Linked DNA regions of Ovis aries: region 1 is linked to region 2. A link is a contact called in public Hi-C data. All regions are on one chromosome and are shown on one strand. The core of a region is the stretch at or near the end of the contact, and the rest is flanking DNA. Distances in the headings are between cores, read along the strand shown. Region 1 holds the start of TSPAN1 (tetraspanin 1). Region 2 overlaps PIK3R3 (phosphoinositide-3-kinase regulatory subunit 3).

The links. Hi-C and Micro-C count contacts between places; a contact is called where the count stands out from the background.
Region 1: a Hi-C map of hypothalamus shows a contact between it and region 2, with 6 times the contacts expected there. The contact joins the promoter of TSPAN1 here to the enhancer-like site in region 2. A contact is called at or near these places in 13 of 16 Hi-C or Micro-C datasets (blood, hypothalamus, liver and 6 more).

What each region holds. Positions count from the first base shown.
Region 1 is chr1:20,774,302-20,777,909 of ARS-UI_Ramb_v3.0, forward strand. TSPAN1 (tetraspanin 1) reads left to right here and starts at 1,414. Exons shown (of 7, transcript XM_060407109.1): 1 at 1,414-1,538; 2 at 1,994-2,058. The coding sequence starts at 2,002.
Region 2 is chr1:20,613,660-20,617,715 of ARS-UI_Ramb_v3.0, forward strand. It overlaps PIK3R3 (phosphoinositide-3-kinase regulatory subunit 3), which reads right to left. Exons shown (of 10, transcript XM_042247340.2): 10 at 592-4,056. Among named protein-coding and RNA genes, the nearest start is that of TRNAC-ACA, 67 kb to the right of the region's middle. Within about 2 kb of position 1,377, at least 4 of the 54 cell types and tissues checked have an H3K27ac peak or open chromatin away from gene starts, as enhancers often do. A contact at or near this core is called in hypothalamus, where this site is marked.

The DNA.
Region 1 (3,608 bases), core at 164-2,663, 160 kb after region 2:
ATGGTAACCCGCTCCAGTATTCTTGCCTGGAGAATCCCAAGGACAGAGGAGCCCGGTGGGCTACAACCCCTGGGGTCACAGTTGGATACGACTGAGCAACTGAGCACACAGCACATTCTGCATTCATTCATTCATTCATTCATTCATTCATTCAGAAATGTGCACTTAACTTTCTGTATCTCTCTCTTTCCCCATACTGAAAAAGCAGATGAAAAGAGACTCTTATAGGATTATTGTGAAAGGTGAAAAAAACCCTACGATATAAGTTACACGTTGAAAACATGATCTGTACAAATATTCACGTTAACAGCCTTCCTCTCTTTCCTGTCTCTTCAGCTGCCTCCTCCCATTATAAAAACAAATTAAAAATCTTCCACCCCACACCCCCTCTGGCTGTGACTCTCTTTGTTCTGAACTTTTCACTCTGTGGTCATTCGCTTCTGTCCCAGAATGGGAAGAAAAATCTCATTTTTAATCTCGTCTTAAAACCCTGTAACTATCCTGTTATACAGACCAGGAAATAGAGGCTCAAACCCAAGTCTAAGAAATGCCCCCAGGGTCACACAGCTAATAAGCAACAGAACCAGGATTGGAGCACTTGGCTTGAGTGACTTAAAAGCCAAAACTTTCCCAGCAGCTCAACATCAGCAGCCGGGAAGGGACTCGTGAAGATGGGGATAACAGAGCTGCAGAGCTTTCAGGGGAGGGCAGCGCTTTTGTTGGACCATGGTGCCCTCTGCTGGTAGGAATGGAAAGGGTGTATACAGAATGCTGAGAGGACAGAGGAGAGAAAAAGTGTGGGGAGGGAGGAAAGACGCAGAGAGAGAAAAGATGGGTTGAAGTTTCGTGGAGGGAGAAAGAGGAAGAGTCGTTTGTTTGCCACTCAGAGTAGGGGAGAAAATGCCAAGCCTGGTCACTTCCTTGAAAGCATGTGTGGGCATGCCTGCATGAGTGTGGGGTGTGTGCGTGTGAGAGAGAGAGCTCCAGTATGTATCTCAGATGTTGCTCTGTGGATTGTCGCTAGGAGCCAGCCCACACAGAGTTCACAGGTGTGTGTGCCTGTGCAAGTGTGCATTGTGTATGTGGGTGTGAATATACAGCTTGGGCAGGTGTGTGTACCTGCGAGCATGTAGGATGTGTCCGGCCGACTCGGCAGGTGCAGGTTAGGAAGCAGCTGTGCCTTGCTGTGGAAGGTACACGGTTCTAGGGGGCTGCTCACCTCAGCCCCAGACAGTTGTCTTACTCAGATCAGGAGGGGCGTTGTTGTGCTTGGCGTTGCCAGGCGGAGGCCAGAGGCTGCCGGGGCTGTGGGGAGGAAGCGGCAAGCAGCAGGGGGCAGCAGGGGCAGGCCAACCGGGGGCGGGGGGCGGGCAGAAGGAGCCTTTAAAGCTCCTGCCCCGCCCACAGGTGAGCAGTGCCGTGAGAGCCAGCGCTGTCTCCCGCCTGCCCACTCAGTGGCAGTTCCCCTGGAGCCGTGGTCCTCTCTGGAGCCTCAGCGGATCCCTCCTACAGAACTTACTACCAGGACCCCCGACCAGGTGATGGCATAGGATAGACTCTCCTGCGAAGAGAGAGCAATCTGGAAACAGGTTTGGGGAGCTGGAAGGGCCATGGGGAGGGTCCTGGAAGAGTCTAGGATTGGTCTGGGGTGGTGGGAGTGGAAAGTCCAGGGTAAGCTGGAGCCAGGTAACGACATGGAGTGACCCTGAAGTGGGGGAATCAGGCTCAGGGTGAGTGTGGGATGGACACACGTGGGATGTTAGAATTTCAAAGTGTCAGGTGTTAGTAGAGGTCCTGGGCAGTCCAGAAAGTTAGGGGTATCAGGATGGGAACTGGGGAAAATCCTGAGGTGTCAGAGTCCAGAGACATCAGAGTCCAGAGGCAGAAGCTCGGTAAATATGTGAGTCCAGGATGCTGGAGTCTGGTATGTCAGTCCAGGCTGGGGCAGGCGGGCAGGGAGCGAGATCCTAATTCCCACATGTCTGCCTCCCAGGAGCCACCATGGGGTGCTTCAGCTTCATTAAGGTCATGATGATCCTCTTCAATATGCTCATCTTTGTAAGTATGGGGTTTATGGGTTCTTTGGGGTTCCCTACAGGAGTGGGTCTTAGCCTGAGTAGAGCCCCTACTGGGGAATAAGAGATTGCTATGTCCACACTCTTCCTGAAAGTTCCTCCTGATGATGAGATGTGGAAGTCTCCCTGAAGGCTGAGTCTTGGCTCCAGGAGCAGCCTAGCTGCCACACAACTTGGGGTGGAGAAGTTTAGGGGCATCCTCTCCTTCCAGGAAGTTTCAGGCTTAGAGCGGGGCAGGGTAGGCTAACAGGCTGGGGCCTCAGGGAGGGGCAGGGGTTTGCCCAAGATCACCTAGCATGGAAGGAAATTCAGTGGCCTGTGTATGATGGGGAGCCAAAAGCCGAGAAGGTCCAGAGATATGGGAGTAGAGTTTCAGCTGCAAGTGGAATTTGTTGTATTTTTTCAACAAACACTGCCTAAGATTCTGTGCCCTCAGGGATCTTGGGTCCAACAGGCAAGATAGGCAGCCAGTTTTCCATATGTGTAGTCTGATCACACACTAGGAGGGGCTTGAACCCTGCCTAGTCAGAGAAGACTTCTAGAAGGAAATAGCTGAGGCTAGGAATTTGCACGTAGTGAGGGGGTTGGTAAAGCATGCAAAAAGGCCCAGAGGCAATGAAATCAGATATTGTTCAGAAAACCAGGAACAGACTGTATAGGGCATGTTTGAGGAAGCTAAGCAATGAGGCATGAATCTAGAGATGGTGGTAAAATTGGGGAGAAACGGACAACATGGACAAAGGACAAAGCCCTTGGATGGTGGCTGAGGATGGAGGAAGGGGCAAGTGAGACAGAGGTCTTGGAGATAATGACCGCATCTCCTCTCCGTTGAGAGCAAACCTGGTGGGTACTTCACCAGCAGCCATGTACCCAGTGGACTTGCAGCTCAGGATATTTGGAAGTCATGTGCCCATAGGTGGTCACTGAAGCCATGGGCAGGGTGTGCACACACAGGGTGAGTGAACTCCAGGAAACTCAGTTTCTAAGGGATAAACAGAGAAAAGGCTACCAGGAAGCAAATGGAGAAAGAGCATAAGGAAGCAAAGCAGGAAAGCAAGGTGTCAGAAAGTCAAGGAGGATACACCCATGGCTGAGCACAGGTTGTCACCAGAGACCTTGAAGCCTCAGGAGACTGGGTGAGAGTGAGCAAAGCATGAGGAAATGGAGGCATGAAGTGCAGGCGAATTTGGAGGAATTGGGCTGGGGGTGAGGACACTCTCTGATGCTGGTGTGGCCTGTGCCTTGGGCTTCTTCTCCTTTCAGGGAATTAGCCTTTATCCCTGGATCTGAAGAAGGCAGCAGGATTGCAGGGATCTGGAGCACAGGGGCTCTGGCCCGAGGGGGGTTAAAGGCAAATCCGGTTTGGTTTCTGGCCTCTGTTGCCCAGGCCTTGCCAGACTGGGCAGGGCAGGCCTCCGACTCCTTGAAATCTGACCCCGCAGGCTAGAAGCCCAGCTTTGTGTCCTTGGGCAAACATGCCTGGGATCCACCCACAGCCTGCCACTTTGCTCCTGGTTCCAGCCTCAGTTTCCA
Region 2 (4,056 bases), core at 127-2,626:
CACTGGCCTTGAGGGTGCTCTGTAGCTAAGTATAGCTGGGAGGAAGAATATAGGCAAGGTCATTTAGAACAACAGATTAGCACCTGTCAGTCTGATCTGCAGTTCAGTACGTGTGGGTGGGGCCTGAGTGACCGGGATAAGAACCGAAGTGCCTGTTGCCCAGGGTGGTGGTCATGTTTGCTGATTATGTTCCCAACACGTAGGGACCTCAACAAAGTGTTGTGGTAGGAGGGTGACAGGGCCTGGGGCACAAGAGGACACACTGTAAGTCAGCCCACATCCTCTACCCCCACAACAGAATGTGCAAACACATTCTGGGCAAAGAGATATGATAAGAATCAACTCAGTGGGCTTTCTAATAGGAATGGGGTGGCGATGAACGGGCTCCAATGTTAAACTTTCTCAGGGCTAGTTTCTGAGTCCCCCAGGGTTGGTGGAAGCATTTTTGCAGCCCCAGTTCAGCCCCAGGACCGATCTTCTGGTGCTCATGGGAGAGAAGGTTTGGCAGCTTCAGGACTTTTCAGTACCCCAGTCCTCTCCCTTTTGCCCCCACCCCAGCCCACCTCTCCATAGCATGAAAACAAAAGGTGCTTTATTGCAATGTCTTTATTGCATTACTGGAGCAAGTTGGCCAGACTGTCCCCTCTTGGGGAAGGTAAAAAACAAAAAGACCAAAAAGTATCTCCCCTCGCCTTCCCCCCACCCTCCCCCACAACTGCACAGCAATGTCTGAACACCCCTGGTGACAAGAACAATTTGCAAAAGTGGTCTAGGAACTACATTATGAACTGTCCCAACACAAGACATATAGTTGGCTTCCTTGTGAATCAGATATTTTTACGTAACTACATGAATTTTTTTGACTACATCAAAGACAACAGAAGAATAGGTTTTTCACAAGTAACAACAGGGCACCAAAGTCACATGCTGCAATTTGCAAGGAAACAAGGTTGTTTTTCGTCACAAGTGGCTGGAGCTAGAGCAAGGCTGAGCAGTTGACAGCAGAGGGCCCAGCTAGGCCCCCATCTGGACCCTCTGCTTGAGGCCATTGAAGCCTCACAGAGAGCTAGCTAATAAGGAGTCTTAACTGGCAACAGAAAACACCTCGAAAAAACAGTAATTTGCCCAGATGCAGTTCTTGGCCCAAAAGGACCAATGAGGCTCGTTCCTTGCGGCAAGGAGACCCATGGAAGACACCACACTGGTTCTCAGAGCTTCTGCAAAGCCTGTGAGGGTCTCATCGAGGCTTGGAGACAGAGTAGGGGCGGTATCAGAAGTCCTCAATCTTGGCCAAATTAGGGGTAAGGACACCGCTAGTCTATACAGGCCTGAGCTATGGTCGAGGCTGAGTTAGCATCTGTGGCCAGATGGAGACAGAGCATTGTTCTGTGATGAAAGCTCCACCCAGAATAGATAGGCCTCTGACCAGTGTCCAGCCAGCCTCGAGCTGCTTCCATGCTGGTGGCCAGCTTCCCTAGCCAGGAAGACAATGAGCCCCTCTGGTCTTGGACTGTTTTTTTACCCTCTGACTCAATGAGACTGCACTGAAGATGCCAAGTGAGAATCCCAGGGCCCAGATCATGGGATAAGACATGGAGCTAAGTTCTGATGAAGGAGGCCAGGACCATAGGATAAAGGAGCTGCATACTACCCTCCCAGGGGTTAGCAGACTGGTCCCTCTGCTATCTCCACTGGTCAAGATCAAGCAAACCATGTGGCAACTAGTCAGAAAAGAGACTTTCAAACTTCTCAAATGATCCCTAAGTCTTAGTTCCCACAAAGCGACAAATTCAAGAATGAAAAACAGGAAAGCAACAAACAGGTGAAGGAATGCAGGACTTAAAAATGAGTGGCCCTCCTCCACAACCAGCCCAAGTGCAGGCGACAGAGCGCGCTTGCTTGCTCCCTATGCACCCTTAATGCTGCCTGACAAGCAGCACAGCATGGTTCAACGTTACAGCGTGTATCCTGGTTCTTGTTCTCATTTAAGAGATAACCAGAACACACTAAATTTTAATACCAGAAAGAAGGCATTCCTGGCACCCCATCTTGAGCATCTAACTGCTTAAGCCACAAAGCCATCAGGCATGCCTCACAGTAGTTGGTCTGGCCTTATTTCTCAGTAAAACTCTTAGCAAGATTTCAATCTGGCCATCTAGGGAAGGAATGTCCAGCTGGCTGGTATCAGTTAAGGGCTCAGGTTAGAACAGAGCCATTGCAGGAGGTTTCATCTGTCTGCCTCATCCAGTCCTGAAACTGCAACGTAACCAAGGAAAAGCCAAAGATATGCCCCCTTGCCTTTCTGTCTTCATTGTTAGTAACGGGAGGTTCTCCCCCAGATTTTAATCTATTTCTATCTACACTGTGGCACATTCTAGATCCTGTCACCAAGATAAGTGCTCAGGGAAAGCGAAATTTTTCTTTCATCCCCCAAACTGGAGCTCCCCTAGGTGTAAACCTGATTCAATAAGACTCAGATACTGACTTCCCTACTCAACCAGGAAGCCTGACTGCACAGCTTTGGGCTCAAACAGCTGACTCATTCAAGCCTATTACGGCTCTAGGATTGGCTCAGAGGCAGCTGGACCCTCTTGTCTGTCAAATGAGTGTTGACTGATGGGGGTGGAGCACGATGGAGGTAGGAGTAGATGCTGCCCCAACTCCATCTGCCCCAGCTTCACTCAGCTGGAAGGCTTAAACCACACGAAGTAGAAGGTTCCTGGCCTAAAGTCAGGGCCACTGGAGCATGAGGACAGTCTGTGTACATCATCTTAATGGCAGGATCACAAAAAAGGCAAAGAACAGCTTCCAGATGACTTCAGCTAACAGTCTGAATGCCAAGCCATCCGTTCCTCTCCTTGCAGAAGTTTCAGCAACCACTATCTGGAAGCACAAGGGTGGGGTAAGGCCCTTGCTTGGGACACCAGAGCCCCGGGGGCCTGGGACCTACTGAAGTCCCTGACCACAGCTGGCTCCCTTCTAGCCACAGCCCTAGCCACCTATGGCTCCCCTGGCCCTACCCAGAAAAGGACAGGAGATGACGGGAAATTAAACACGTTGACTGTTTCTGCAGGACCTTTCAACTTGTGGAAGCACACAGAAGAATGTTGCTCTAGATCATTATTTGGTATATCAAGCCATCTAAAAGCACTGGATTGCACCTTTTCTTTACTCATACACACAAGTTACAAAGGTTTCAAACAACAGATCATTCTTTAGGCTAAGAAAACACCACCACACAAGCACCAACTTCATTTTATAATTCAAAGCTCACCAGCCCACAAAAAGAACACTATTCCTCATCTCTGAGAAACAAGGGCAGGGCAAAAGGGAATTACACTGACCAATTTTAGTGTCTGCTAAAACTAACAGTCTCTGGTTTTCCTTTTATTTTCAAGTTTTGGTTCAGAAGTGTGCGTTCAGACACGAGTGCCACCATCTTCCACCACACCTTGGTCTGGCAGCAATCATTGTTTTGCTGGGACCAATATGGTTTCTAAACATAATGCTTCTTTAGAGAGAGGAGCTATTGAGATGCTGACACCTAAACTATACTCGTTAGGTACCTTCGGTTAAAAGTTTTTTTACCTACAGATTACAATTCTTTAAATGAAATCCCAAGCCTCCCCATTTTCCTTTGGTTGTCTTTTTCACCAAATGCCATTCTACCACTGAACCAAAACCACCTTCTTTTTGGAAGGAAGAGAGACTGCCAGACCAAAACAGACTCCCAACAGGGCCAAGCCTCACCACAGTCTTAAAAAGCACCTTGGCCTCTCAGAAGAGGACAGGGACTACTCAGAGGCTTCCCACTACAACCCCCACCCCAATCAGGCCTAACATGTTCTGTTGAAGGTGCCTGGCTAAGTAAAACAAAAACCCCAATGAAAGACTTTCCCAAAAACCAGCATCTGCTCCCAGCTTCCTATGTCAGTGCAGTGGCACGGCTGAGTCCCCGAGAACCCCAGGCCCTGTACGTCCCCATCCTGGCCGGCTGCTGCTCGGCCTCTCCACTTCACATTCACAGAATCACTTCTTGTGCAAAACAAGCAGTCT